3 separate regions of the Mus musculus genome follow, and all the other regions are linked to region 3. A link is a contact called in public HiCAR-type and HiChIP or PLAC-seq data. All regions are on one chromosome and are shown on one strand. Each heading gives the region's core, a stretch centred on a gene start, on an enhancer-like site or on the middle of the called end of the contact. The rest is flanking DNA. Distances are from core to core; before and after follow the strand shown. Region 1 overlaps Dock4 (dedicator of cytokinesis 4). Region 2 overlaps Dock4 (dedicator of cytokinesis 4). Region 3 holds the start of Lsmem1 (leucine-rich single-pass membrane protein 1).

Region 1 (4,579 bases), core at 1,500-3,999, 480 kb after region 3:
AAACATCACTCATGCACATTAACACTTTTTAAATATAACATTAAATTGTACTCTAAGATACTTTAAAGAATATGTGTAGAATTGATTAAAAAAAAAAACCTCTGAGTTTAAGTTATAATCTAATGGAAGTAGTGATTAGAGTTTAGCATTATTATATACAGTAGTTGTTATTTCTCTAACTTTCTCATGGTCACTAAGATCTGCTTGCTATTTGTAAGGTACACAAAATGTTGAAGAGCTGAACAGTCATGTATACTACTGTAGTATTGGAAATGTAGCTGTTCTTCACCCATCCTAACTTCGTGACTGATCCTTTAGTAACTAAAGAAAGATTAGGAAAAGAAAGTATTTCAGACTTGCTTCATGTGTTCAGATGGGGAAACCCACATGAGAAGTGCTGAGAAAGTAGGCAAGCATAACGTTTTTACAGCAGGTTAATGAGGAATGAACAGCCAGAGAAAACCATGGCAGAGTTCCCAATCTCATGGCAGTAAGCTGTGTGTGTGTGTGTGTGTGTGTGTGTGTGTGTGTGTGTGTGTGTGTTACAAAATTTCCTTTATCAAGTTCTGCTTGGAAGAACTTCCCCTTCAAAGACATGTAGGCTCTCCTCAGACATGAAGGAACATAATTTTTGACCCATTTCATGGAAGAAAGCCTAGGAAGATTAGAATGACCTTCTTGTACCTTATGTCTTTCAAAACAGTCCACTGAAATTCAATCTTTTGGGGTAGCATATTCTGAGGTCATTACTGTGCAACACACACACACACACACACACATACATACATACATACATGAAATAGCTCTCAGCCAGTAGATTCTTATGTACTTGGCATTATGAAAAAATAAAAATAGGTAATGATATTTATAAGAATGAACACATACCCAAAACCACTAAACTAAAAGACATAAACCAAAACTTTGACATAAACCTGTGTGTGTGATGAAAACGTTGCTCTCCTGAATCAGAATCAAGAGTGGAATTTTAAAATGGAAAATAACAATTAGTCAAAAGACAACGTTAAGGTATTCTTATGGTGTCATCCTCCGGTTAGTATAGATCCTCCAGCTCTCGTCTTTAGCCAGTAAATTTATTTTGGTTAAGACTGTGAAAGCAAATAATTCCAGATGCCTCTATTGTGTCTTCATTTGACATGCATTAATTTATGTGTTGGGCCTGTCCTGTTTTCTCTATAAGTTGTAGCCATTGGCTAATCACTTCCTTGGAATAAAAACATCAAAGCATTTCCCCAATTGAAAACTAGGAGATCTTTGCACCACTAGCAGTTACAATCAGCAGAGGCCGCTTGTGCTTCTCAGTCCCGCATGTTAGGAGAGCATAGCAGGTAGGGCTAGCCTCTTTCCAGATCCCAGGAAACATGATGGTGATTAACTTTAATGGTCAACTTTACTGGATTTAGAACAAACCAAAAGGCAAACTGCTTGTGCAAGCTGAGGGGAATTTTCTTAATCTGATTATTTGACTCAGTGAGACCTGCCCTAATTGGTGCTTCCCCTTCAGCAGCACAGATAAAAGAAGGTAGAAGGGAGCTTTGCTTTTGCCTACTTGTGTTCACTCTTACTGGGACATTCATCTACCAGGCTGTTGCTCTGACATATCAGAACTGCTATGTTATACAGTTCTGACCATATCTGAGTAGTGTCAGTATTAATGACATAAATTTGTGGCTGTTCAAAATGACAATATTAAAGGATACCCAACATCTTATCACCTGGGTTGTTGGAAATATTTCAGTAGATTGGTCTCCGGTTACTTCAGAACAAACACCTAATAGGATCTAATCTAAAGCTTATGGATTGTTAGCTATCTATACCCCTGAAAATTCTCTCTTGCTCCGAGTAAGTTCCAAGGGATCCATCCTCTTCTGCTGGTCTGAGAGTACTGTACCCAGTAGAGTGGCAGCAGGATGTGGAGCCTGTGGAGTAGTGAAAGGAAGTTGGTCTCATTGGCTGGCATTAGTATTTCTATGAAAGAGGCCTCCAAAGAGCTCTTTTACTCTCCACCAGGTGCCAACGGAGTTGGCCTGGAATTAAGATCTTCATTTGAACTCAATCACAATAGTATAAAACTTACACACACTTCAAAAATATTCCCAGTAGAACAGGGGTCTCATAGAGACAGAGATCAGGAGCCAGCAGGATCCTTTCCTTTGGGGGCTTTGCACATGGTAGTAGTGTCAACTCCACAGAAAATTGCTTCTCCATTTTTCAGCTTTCTGTGTTCTCTTTTAAAGATAGGATGTTACTTTCTTATAACTAGCTTCTATAGCCATATTCTTTTAAATCACCATCTTTGTAATTTATCTGGTTTACTTTCTAACAGTTACAATTAAAAGGAAGGAAAGTCCAATGAAATACATAAGAAAGGCTACACAGGAAATTGTATAAATGAGCATATTTTCCCTAGAGTGGGATCTTCAGTTGTTTGAACTACCTAATATATATATTCTACTAAAGTTTTAATGTTACATTTTAAGATGTCCTATGCTCAATGACTAGTGACCATTTGATAAGTATCCATTTTATGAATGATAAAATAAAATTAGAAGCTATATTGCCAATTATAAACTATGTAGCAGAAGCTTGTTTCATGGTCTCCTAGTGTCAGATCAAACAGCAGGAAGTTGGACGTGTTTGTCAAACCCCTAAGGGAGTTTTATAGTTTACCCTGGCTTTGAGGGCAAGGCTCTTAAAGTGCTTTCCAAATCCTCATTAAACAAAACTCTTAAGTGCCTTTTCATTTTTTTTCTCTAACAATGTAAGAACCTTCCTTCTCTGTACTCCAGAATATGACCCTAGTATAATGCCTTAGAAGTGCAATAGTTTGGGAAGAATATGGGTTCCATGGATTTTTTGCACAAGTTACCAAAATTTAAAAGGGGTTGGGTATTCAATTTGAAAGAAAAGGAAATATAACCTAGAGAAAATCAGTAGTGCTTAAGGGATGCAAAGCCTGAGATTTGGGCATTGTTATGATAATTAATAGAAAGAGAAGGGAAAGTTGCCAGTGATTACTTTATGTGTTTACTTCCCTGCTCTGTGCTCAGGGCAACCTGCTGAGCTGGGGTCTCATCTTCTAAAACAATTTGTGATACTAAGTTTAATCCCTCATTATTTTTTACCAAATTATTAAAATTACACATGATGATTATTCTGCCAGTCCTTTTCTATGCCACTACCAGACCTTGGTTCCACTAGGAATATTTTAAAATAGGTATGAATTTTGTAATATCATGGCTGAGTTCAGATGGAGAGCCTAATTCCAGCCTCACTATTGGACTTATTTATTTTTAAACAAAAAGGCAAATGAAACAGTTTGGAGCCTTTTCTTAGCATATTCATATCTTTAAATGCTGACTTTTATGAAAAAGAGGAACCATTAGAGTTTAGTGATCATAATTTATGAAACTTCTCTTTAAGAAAATAAAAGAAATGAGGATTATTATAGATAGTCCAACTATATTCTTCCTTTCCTATCCCAGTAATTCAGTTTGCGGATTCATTTGTAACTATTTCTGGGTTGTAATATGCCCTTTAACTCGTGTGTGAAAATCTTGTTACATGATTAGCACATCTATTCTTAGCTCAGGTATTTGTAGCGTCTTTATTTATAGAACATACATTTTAACATCTTGTAATCTTCTTCCAAACTTTTGTAGAAACTCAGAATAGAAAATAAAAACCAGTAAGTAGTACAGCTGGGCATGCTGGCACACTCCTTCAATCCCAGCAGTCGAGGCAGAGGCAGAGGCAGAGGCAGAGGCAGAGGCAGAGGCAGAGGCAGAGGCAGAGGCAGAGGCAGAGGCAGAGGCAGAGGCAGAGAGGCAGACAGAGGCATCTCTGTGAATTTGAGGCTAGCCAGAACTACATGATGAGACATTGTTTGAAAAGAGAGGGGTCGGGAGTGCACACGGTGGGGGGGGGGGGAGGGAGTGGTGGTGGTGGTGGTGGACAATATTAGGCTTTAAGTAGCTTATATGTCTTAGGTTAACATTTTCATCAATATTGTGATTTTGTTTACACTTTAATTGGCTTTATTAATGAAATTTTGGGTGAAGGGGTAGGCTTTTTTGTTTTTTTGTTTTTAACAAAGCATGGTTAAGGGTTTTTTTCCCTTAAAAACTACATCATTAGAATATTTTTGGATTGGTTGTTCGATTTGTTGATTTACAATTCCAATTCAGTCTCCCACTGAAGACGTTCTATTACATTTTCTTGATGGACTACTGTGTTACTAGAAAAAAAATAAATGTCAAGAATTTTTAAATAATTGGTATTTTTCTTTTTAAAATCTTGGTATAGTCAACTGTGTCACCCATTCTTCTGCTACAAGCATGGACAAGTGGTCAAGGACAGCAGTGGGGACAGTGACCACATTTACCTGGTGTATTCAAGGCCCTGGTTTTAATCCAGTATGGGGTTAGGGCAGACGGTGTAAATGTGGTAAGAAATGGAGAAACAAAGTTTGAAGAAAGAGAAATAATGCTACTATATGTAAATATGAGGCTCAAATCTAAACAAATAAAATTTGAATTATTGATCTGAGAGAATGGGGTCG
Region 2 (4,631 bases), core at 1,251-3,750, 510 kb after region 3:
TTTTCCTTCTAGTGATTTGATTCCTTGTAGGAAATTTGTTAATTTATTTGTTTGAAAGTTCTGTTAAGCTGAGATGCCGGCCCTTCCCGTCACTCTCCAGTTCTGGTGATTTGCCTACTGACTTTACTCCCAATCCTTTTCCTCTAAGTTTTCTAGTTGGCTTTAGTTTTTGTTTCCTGGAGTAATAAGAAAGGGGCAATATTATAAAACAACCAAAGTTGTATACATCACCAAGGTAAACATACAGGTGACTTTTGTGTATCTTGACATGGTTTGAATCTAGGCTCTTTCTCATTTGTTTTATAGTATGGTATAATCTGCATGGTGTGAAATAACACACTGAGTTTTTGTGGCTGAGTATGCCACATCTGTTCCCATGCAATAATCTGGACTCTTCCAGCAGTGAGGTCATTCTTGTCCATGAGTCTTGGAAAAGGTTTCTGCTGTAATTATCTTTGCAGGTCCTGCCATTGCATTCTGTTTAGGTCTTTCTTTCCTCTAAGGAGCCACATGACTATAAAATAATAATACAGGCTCCTGAGAGCTATCACCGCTAGGCTGTCACTTTTAGTCACACCTCATAAATGAAATGAAGGAAATATTGGGAAAATGTGAGACAGCTGCCTCGTCCTCAGCCACCTCATTTGTCTCCTGAATGCCCGTTTGCTGCACTGCAGCACCAGAGTTCCAGAGCCCAGCCTGTATCCTCCTCCAGTGTTGATAAGCAGCGAGGGTAGAGACTGTTTTATAAAAGTGTAAATGCCTTGAGACTTTTATATGTGTAATGTAACAATAACCACGTGTTTTTACAAACTAACGTTTCTCTTGGTAGAATATTACATGTCCTAATATATGTAACATGCTCTTGCTTTCATTTTTCAACAGGTGAAATGAGGAATGATTTATATATCACCGTAGAAAGGGGGGAATTTGAGAAAGGAGGCAAGAGTGTGGCCAGAAATGTGGAAGTTACAATGTTCATTGTAGACAGTAATGGTCAGCCCTTAAAGGTATGTTCATTCTGGACGGCCGTTGGTCTGACAACCCTTGCTTGGCTTCATCTCTACCTGTGATCATTTAATTTCTCAGTTGCCAGTGTTTTTTTTTCTAACTCTATGTAGGCTTTTTATTTTCATTTTTTAAAGTTCATTAAGGGGCCAGAGAGATGGCTCAGTGGTTAAAAGCACTCAGAGGTCCTGAGTTCAATTCCCAGCACCCACATGGTGGCTCACAACCATCTGATGCTCTCCTCTCATACAGTCATACATTTAAACAGAACACTCACATACTATATATATGTATATGTGTATACATACTATATATATATATATATATATATATATATATATATATATATATGTATATACACATGGAACATGCTATATATATAAATGGAAACGGTGTTTTCACTTTCCTGACTATGTATACCAATAATTTTATTATAATAGTCATTCCTTAAATACAGTATTTTAGTATCATTTAATTTTTTTCTTACTTTTTTTTTTGTTCTGGCAATTGGGGAAAAACAACAACAACAACAAAGCCAAGCAGAATAAAAGAAACAAACAAACAAACCTATTTAGCTTGCTGGCTCAGGCCTTTAATCCCAGCACTTGGGAAGCAGAGATAAGCAGCTCTGAGTAGGAGGTCAGCCTGATCTACAGAGTGAATTCCGACAGCCAAGGCGGCACACAGAAACCCTGTCTCGAAAAACAAACAAACAACAACTACTACAAAAGGCCTACCATGTTTAGTTTTTTTTAATTTTTTTTTTTTAAGCCAAAGTAGAGTCTGGTACTACTTGACACTTGGGGAAACAATAACAGAACCTCTTCTGGAAGAAGTGTTTTCTCTGAACATAGCTAGTTTCACAGTGTGTTTGCCTGTTCTTCTAAAGCACTGGTTCTCAACCTTCCTAATGCTGTGACCCTTTAATACAATCCCTCATATTGTGGTGACTCCCAACCATAAAATTATTTTCATTGCTACATCATAATGTAAAATATCTGTGTTTTGTGATGGTCTTAAAGCAACTCCTGTGAGGAGGTCCTGCCACCCACGTGTTGAGAACCACTGTCCCAAAGGTTGCACTGGGCCATCACAGTCACCTCCGGATCATGGAAGAGCCTCCTGAGTGGGCTGGGAATGTGGTTTTCAGGAGTTGAATTCTTACATCACATCCCAGACTTAGAATAACAAGCCATGGAGAACCAGGTTCAGAACAGAACTGGTCTCCTCCTCACTAGGTAGAGCAAAGGCAGAAAAAGAAGAGAAAAGATAGGTAATGTCTCTTGGAAAGATGTTTGTGGAAGAGTCTAAATGAACCTGCCTTTAACTCACATGTTTCTTCATTAGGATTTTATCTCCTTTGGCTCTGGAGAGCCACCGGCTAGTGAGTACCACTCCTTTGTGCTCTATCATAACAACAGTCCCAGGTGGTCAGAGCTGCTGAAACTTCCTATTCCTGTGGACAAATTCCGGGGCTCCCACATCCGCTTTGAGTTCCGGCATTGTTCCAGTAAGTATGGGGGTGGACCCCGAGGCTCTGTGGGCTTGGGGTGAGTCCTGTACTTACTGTGGGCAGATCTATAGAAAAGGTGACAAAGGAGGAAAGAAGGCAAGCAGTGGGGGGCCCTGAAGTGAGGGGCCTGACTCCTAGAGAAGCTTTGAAAGCAAAGACATGAAAGAAAACACAGGAAGTCCAGGGAGTCACTGTAATTTGGCGGCTCATCGCTTCCAACCTAGAATATTTGAACAGGAGCGGGAGACACAGCTTTAGAAAAACTATACTTTCTGGTGGGCTTCGGCAATCCCGACCTGGTATTACCCAGAGCTGACTCAGCTCTGGGAAGCCCCCTTGGAATTTTCTGGGCATGTGAAGCTACCGGGAAAGCATCGGTGAAGCTTAAGTTTGTGCTGACTTCTGTAATGCCTGCATCATTGTGCAGTTCTAGATGATGCTGATACGAGATAAAGTAATTATCTCATTTCGCAGATTTAAGCAGCTCAAGACAAGAACAAGCTTTGTCCTTGTGGACATTACTAGTCATATCTTCAGTCTTATTTCAATCTGTTTGCTCCCTTTCTATCATTTCAAACTGGTTTTCTGCCTCCCCCAGCTCTAGACTAGGGGTTTTCTGACACGTCTGTGCCTCTGACGTGTCAGCACTTACCTGAGGAGTGATTGGCAAGGTTCTAGAGAATCTTGCTCTGGGAGAAGAATGAATATCAAGCAAGCGACACAGAAGGACCACATTGTTAGAGGTGCAGTATGCACTTCCTCGGAACATCAGGTGGAGGGACTGTGCCTGTCATCAGAGATATGGCATGTTTTTTTTTTCAGAATTGGCCAAATCGTCTCAGTAAATTGGATTTATGAGGGGGTTTAACAATGCAGAAGAGCTAGGGGGTGGTGCTGAATGCCTTTAATACCAGCACTCAGGTGGCAGAGGTTGGCAGATCTCTATGAGTGGGCCAGCCTGACCTACGGAGCTAGTCCTATGATGGCCAGAGATCTACAGAGAAACCCAATCTCAAAAAACCAAATCAAAACAAAAAGTGCAGATAAAATCTGTTTGGTTTCTGCACTCCCAGCCTTGTACCTAAAACATCGTTCACAGTTTTGTTCAGTTTTTGCTGTTGTTATTTTAATTCAGAAGAACTAGCCACAGGAAAAAGAAAAAAAAATCCCCACAGTCCCACCAAATGTAAATGCCCAGTGTAATCATTTTTATTACATGGAGCTTCAAATAGTCCTGTGTAAGTGATAGTACTTGTTCATCAGTATAACATGACTGATTTAGTCATAAAATTGAACACCTACTGGGTGCCACCCACTTTACTGGGTGCTAGAAGCACATCCCAGAGCAAGGTTCCTCCTCTTACAGGGTATTTACTGAGAGAGGGAGAGCAGATCGATGAACAATAAATGCATAAGAAACTGTGGTCGCCCCTTATCTGAAGGCTTGTTTCCTGTGCTGTCAGTTACTTCTGATCAAATACTAAGTAGAAAATTCCAGAATAAACCATTCCACCATTTTAAGTTACACCCCATTTCAGTAGCTCAGAGAAATCTTGCTCAGACAACACTTTGTCCAACTTGAGATATGAATTGTTTCTTTGCCCATATATCTGTGCTGTGTACCGTACCTGCCTTATGCTAAGCTGTCTGCAATATCCCTGCAGCTACTGAGATACCACAGTGCTTGTGTTCCTTTGAGCTTTATTGTACTTACCGCTGGTCCCCAAATGGAAGAATAGTGATACTAGTGTCTCAATATGTCAAAAGCAAGCAATAAGTTACTTCTATGTGAAAAGAAAGATGGAAATTCTAAACTTAGTAAGGAAAAGAAAATCTCATATGGAAGTTGATAATATCTCTGTTCTTAGTATCTTACCATCCTAATTTATGAAGATTACCAGGGGTCTATATGGATAGGGAAATCTGATCGGTTTATAAGTTTAATACTGTGTGTAGTTCAGGCAGCCACGAGGAGTCTTAGAACATGCACCCTGCATACTAGGGTGGGCTGCTGTGTACCAAATGGTGCGTATACCCAAGAAGATGGGGAGGACTAGAAAGTGGTGATGCTACGCTGCTGCTTTATATGGGATAGTCGGGAACAAGAGCT
Region 3 (4,834 bases), core at 1,780-4,279:
CCAGCTATACCACTTCCGGGCATATACCCAAAAGATGCTCCAACATATAACAAGGACACATGCTCTGTTAAGTTCATAGCAGCCTTATTTATAATAGCCAGAAGGTGGAAAGAACCTAGATGTCCTCCAACAGAGGAATAGATACAGAAAATATGGTACATTTACACAATGGAGTACTACTCGGCTATTAAAAACAATGACTTCATGTAATTCTTAAGCAAATGGATGGAACTAGAAAATATCACCCTGAGTGAGGTAACCCAATCACAAAAGGACACACATGGTATGCATTCATTGATAAGTGAATATTAGCCCCAAAAGCTCAGAATACCAAGATACAATTTAAAGACCACACAAAGCTCAAGAAGAAGGAATACCAAAGTGTGGGTGTAGAAGGGGGAACAAAACTCTCATGGGAGCAAATATGGAGACAAAGTGTGGAGCAGAGACTGAAGGAAAGGCCATCCAGAGACTGCCCCACCTGGGGATTCATCCCATATATAGTCTCCAAACACAGATACTATTGTAGATTCCAAGAAGTTCATGCTGACAGGAGCCTGATATAGCTGTCTCCTGAGAGGCTCTGCCAGAACCTGACAAGTACAGAGGCAGATGCTTGCAGCCAACCATTGGGCTGAGCATGGGGTCCCCATAGGGTCTCCAAGGGAGGAGTTAGAGAAAGGACTGAAGGATTTGAAGGGGTTTGCAACCCCATAAGAAGAACAACAATATCAACCAACCAGACACCCCAGAGCTCCCTGGGACTAAACCACCAACCAAGGAGTACACATGGAGGGACCCATGGCTCCAGCCACATATGTAGCAGAGGATGGCCTTGTCAGGCATCAAAAGGGAGGAGAGGCAATTGGTACTGTGAAGGCTTGATGCCCCAGTGTAGGGGAATGCCAGGGTGGGAAGGTGGGAGTGGGTGGGTGGGTGGGTGGGGGAGCATCCTCATAGAAGCAGGGAGAGGGAAATGGGATAAGGAGGGCTTCTGTGGGGGCTGGAAATCGGGAAAGGGGAGAACATTTTAAATGTAAATAAAGAAAATATACAATAAGATGTATTTAATATTCAAGGTTAAAAAAAAGATCCAAAAGTCATGCACTGATTTTTTTCTCATAAATTCAAACTGTATGTTTTAATTATCCTGACATGTTAATTGGAAAGAATGCATGTATGGAGTCATTACTATAAAGTGCTTTAAATATTGAAATTATTGTACTTCAAATATCCTGCATTGGGGCAGTCTTAAAAGAATGACAGGATACAGTTAAAAACAAGACCAGCAGCAGCTGTGAAGGGAAGGAAAGTGCCTCAGAGAGCAAACCTCACCCCTTAGAAGATAAGCCATGCCCTTGAAGTGCTGTTGGATGCCAGGGCACCAGGCTTGAAGCCACATTTTTGGAAGTGCTTTCTTCATCACCTGCTTATACTTTATTATTCCAAACACCATTTTCTGTGGGGGTGGAGGGGACCAGGAAAAAAATAGGTGCATGTGGTCACATGGTAGGATCATTGTTACAAACTCAGCTTCTATTTTGGGCATGGTAACAGAGACACAGTTTATTTCTGAATCTGACTTAATAGCTATTTCACCCTCAGGAATGTCACTACTGTTGAGAGAGAGAGAGAGAGAGAGAGAGAGAGAGAGAGAGAGAGAGAGAGAGAGAGAGAGAGCAGAAGAAGAAGAAGGAGGAGGAGGAGGAGGAGGAGGAGGAGGAGGAGGAGGAGAAGAAGAGGAGGAGGAGGAGGAGGAGGAGGAGGAGGAGGAGGAGAGGAAGACTAGCTACAAAAGTCACTGCTAAAAGGTCCTACTTTTAAAGTAATAGTCCAGTTACTAAACTTTGCTTGCCACAGACTAAGAAGGCGATGCCAAGATAGCTAAGCTACGGAGACATGGCACTAAGCCTGGTAGCCAGAACTCAATCTCCTTCACCTTTGTTCGATGGGAACCAACTCCTGCAACTTGTCCTCTGACCTCCAAGTAAGTGTTGTGGCATAAACATGCCCCGCCCACACACATAATTTAGAATAAAATCTGTCATAAAATTTGTTCAAGATTTTTTTTCTAAATCTAAAATAGACCAAGTAAATAATGGAGTCCTCTAGAAGGAGACATCTTTACAGCGAGCTCACAATGTTGGTAGATGTTTTTTCAATAAGCCTTTTCAGTGTTGCGACATGTTAAAATGAAAGACAAGCTAGTAGAGGAAAAAAAGGCAGTGTGATTCATGGGCTCCAAGGGCCTGCAGGTGGCTTCTGAGGGACTCTGCCAGTAAACGGATACAAGGACACACCTTGAAAACCAGAACCCACAGCTGTCAACACCAGCCCTTGCTATCTTTGGAAGCTGAAATGAGGGCATTCAGAAACAACCACCGAGGCCGCTGCAGAGTGTCACTACCTATTCCGTGTCGCACTAACTTGGCCTTCCTGCCGAGCTCCACTGGGCAGATTCTTTTCTGATCCTGGAACTCAGACACGTAAGTAGTTTCATTTTCCCGTGTTCTTGATCACTGCTAACAGCTGAGCCTTTCATCATCTAATAATTGCTTGATTCTCTACCAGTAGGACACTTCAACAAATAAAAATTGTCTCTGAAAAAAAAAAACTCATTGTACATTCTCCCTGCAGGTATTGGTATCAAAGCAGAAAACCATATTGTATGCTACGAACTCAGAATTGTTTACCAATGAAGGCTGAACTCAAAGCTTAATACGATGCTTCCTTGAGTGAGCCACGGCCACGTATGAACGGCATTCCTGAGTTCATGCCTCCAAGTCAGGAGGTAATTTTAAAAATCAAGTCTACATCTTTTCTATGAGCAGTCGAAAAGCACAGAATACATGCAATCAAAACCCCAAGGACTCAAAAATCATCATTCGGTCTCAGTAAGAAATAGCATGCAAATTACTTACAAAGACGTGAGCCTCCAATGCTCGGTTTCCTAGAAAAGACAACTACTCAGGAACAACTACAGCCAAACTTTCTACCAGTTCTGTAGTTCGCTCTTAATCTTCCTGCTGCTCACAAGTGCTCCCCTGAGGCCCGTAAACCCAGCACATAATTGGTGGTCTATATTTAGTGTAAATGTAGCCAAGCGATAACAAGATTCCCTGCAGTGGCTTCCGCTCTCATGTCCGAGTTTAAGATACGAATTGGTGAAGCTTTGCTTTAAAACAACAGACCGGCAAGCCTGGATTCAGTTGGTAACTGATGTGGTTCATATGAAGCTCAAGTTGAAAGTCCTTACTCAGTGGAAGTGGCTGTATCGTCTGACAGCACATTTCCTAGCTAGCGCTTCTGCTGTGCTGTGCTCCTGTGTATAAATACCCTGCAGCAGGCAGGAGCTGCCACTGGGACATCTGGTGTGCAGAGACCTCAGTAAACAGGGAGGATAGCTGTGATAACACAACTAGCGGAGTGGCTGATGTGTTAGATTTCCATCCCTGTATCCAAAATAAGTCAGCTTTATACTAGCCCCCCCCCCCGCCCCCCGTTTCAGACCTCTGATCTAGGCTTGCAGAAATAGAAAACATGGTAACAGGTACAGCTGAAAGAAGAGGCTTGAGAGGAAAGGGCCAAAGACTTGTCTTCAACCAAGCCTCACACCTAAAGATCCACCATTCTCCAGCGGTTCCAGGCTGGTGACCATGCAAGCCTTCTACACTTTTCTTTAAGGAGACTTCAGAGATCTAAACTATAGCAGCAGGTCCGGGGACTCCTGGGCTTTCAATTAGCTTTACAAAAAGTGTCTGTGGGTGCAAAGATTGCACACTTCAGCATTCCATCCAAAATGGGCTTCAGAAGCGCACCTGCCTTTTGGAAATAGCAGCCTTGTTTCCTTTCCACAAGTGGCAGGCAGTTTCTGCCCTCTGGTGTACACAATAGGTACTACAGTGAGAGCTGGGGCCTGCAAGCTCCGGGTGCCAGATCACACACAGTTTGGATGAAAACAGACTTGCAGTTGTTTAAGATCTGCCTTCGCTCACAAGTGCCCGCTCATTCTATAGCTCTGTGTGTTCCAGCTTCTCTTACACGGTTCTTTAGGGACATTATTATACTGTCAGAGAACAGGAATCTCACATTTTTTGGTCTTCCCATAGCTTGAGAACCAAGAAGACCATGCACTTGATACCTTTATCATTAAGTGCTGTCACCTGTATTAAAACTAAGCTCAGAAAAAATGAAGATGTTCCCATCATCTAGTCATGCAGGTCAAAAACCAAAACTCTTCTAACTACCCAATCTGTCCCAAATCCCCTATCATCTCAGAAGTACTTGCTTCAGTTTTGATGGCTGTTTTCCCCTTCTTCTAACATTATAACCTCAAGTACTAGTCCTCCAGAGATGGGAAACAGCCTCCACTGCCAGGGAGGGTAAAGTGGCAGCGATGAGACAACCCCATGCATGTGTCCATCCATCAAACCTGTCTGAAGGCACCTGGCTTTACTTTGACTCGTAGACAACGACTTGACCAGAATATGACGGCTCTCTTAATACTGAAATGCTGCTTTTTGAATCAGTAGAAAACATGTCTAGGGCCTTACATTTCTTTCAAATGCCCCTCATGGTATCCAGTCAATTCCCAGCCATCATAGAGTTGAGTCTATTGTTTTGAAATTAATTCTTGTGCTACAGTAATTTGGCTGAGAATCAGTGGTTGGCTGGCTGGCACTACTTTCAACTCAATTCTTAAACATCAGGTTCTTAGCAATCGTTGCCAGCAGAAGTTACTCAATGAATTCTTAAGATTTCCATCTTTGTAATCTCAAGCATGGGTTAAGTGCTTATTTCTCATTCCTCAAACCCTAACTAAACAAAAAAAAAA

Evidence for each region. HiCAR-type assays count read pairs that join an accessible place to other places. HiChIP or PLAC-seq counts read pairs in DNA pulled down with a chosen protein or histone mark.
Region 1: a contact with region 3 is called in an H3K27ac HiChIP or PLAC-seq map of cardiomyocytes, with 5 times the contacts expected there. The contact joins the enhancer-like site here to the promoter of Lsmem1 in region 3. A contact is called at or near these places in 16 of 39 promoter capture datasets (the 3T3-L1 cell line, the C10 cell line, the HPC-7 cell line and 12 more), 1 of 15 datasets of contacts at CTCF or cohesin (the NIH/3T3 cell line), 1 of 484 Hi-C or Micro-C datasets (the N1E-115 cell line), 4 of 115 datasets of contacts at active chromatin or transcription factors (T-cell acute lymphoblastic leukemia, cardiomyocytes and embryonic stem cells) and 4 of 9 other capture datasets (adipose tissue, embryonic stem cells, macrophages and 1 more).
Region 2: a contact with region 3 is called in a HiCAR-type map of embryonic stem cells, with 5 times the contacts expected there. The contact joins the enhancer-like site here to the promoter of Lsmem1 in region 3. A contact is called at or near these places in 11 of 39 promoter capture datasets (the 3T3-L1 cell line, the HPC-7 cell line, cranial neural crest and 6 more) and 3 of 115 datasets of contacts at active chromatin or transcription factors (T-cell acute lymphoblastic leukemia, embryonic stem cells and microglia).

Annotation. Positions count from the first base shown.
Region 1 is chr12:40,680,827-40,685,405 of GRCm38.p6, forward strand. The region is part of intron 12 of Dock4 (dedicator of cytokinesis 4); the gene reads left to right. Among named protein-coding and RNA genes, the nearest start is that of Dock4, 240 kb to the left of the region's middle. Within about 2 kb of position 2,750, at least 2 of the 459 cell types and tissues checked have an H3K27ac peak or open chromatin away from gene starts, as enhancers often do. A contact at or near this core is called in cardiomyocytes, where this site is marked.
Region 2 is chr12:40,701,976-40,706,606 of GRCm38.p6, forward strand. It overlaps Dock4 (dedicator of cytokinesis 4), which reads left to right. Exons shown (of 53, transcript NM_172803.2): 14 at 886-1,010; 15 at 2,356-2,518. Among named protein-coding and RNA genes, the nearest start is that of Dock4, 260 kb to the left of the region's middle. Within about 2 kb of position 2,501, at least 5 of the 459 cell types and tissues checked have an H3K27ac peak or open chromatin away from gene starts, as enhancers often do. A contact at or near this core is called in embryonic stem cells, where this site is marked.
Region 3 is chr12:40,196,286-40,201,119 of GRCm38.p6, forward strand. It overlaps Lsmem1 (leucine-rich single-pass membrane protein 1), which reads right to left and starts at 3,030. Exons shown (of 4, transcript NM_001033437.2): 1 at 2,922-3,030.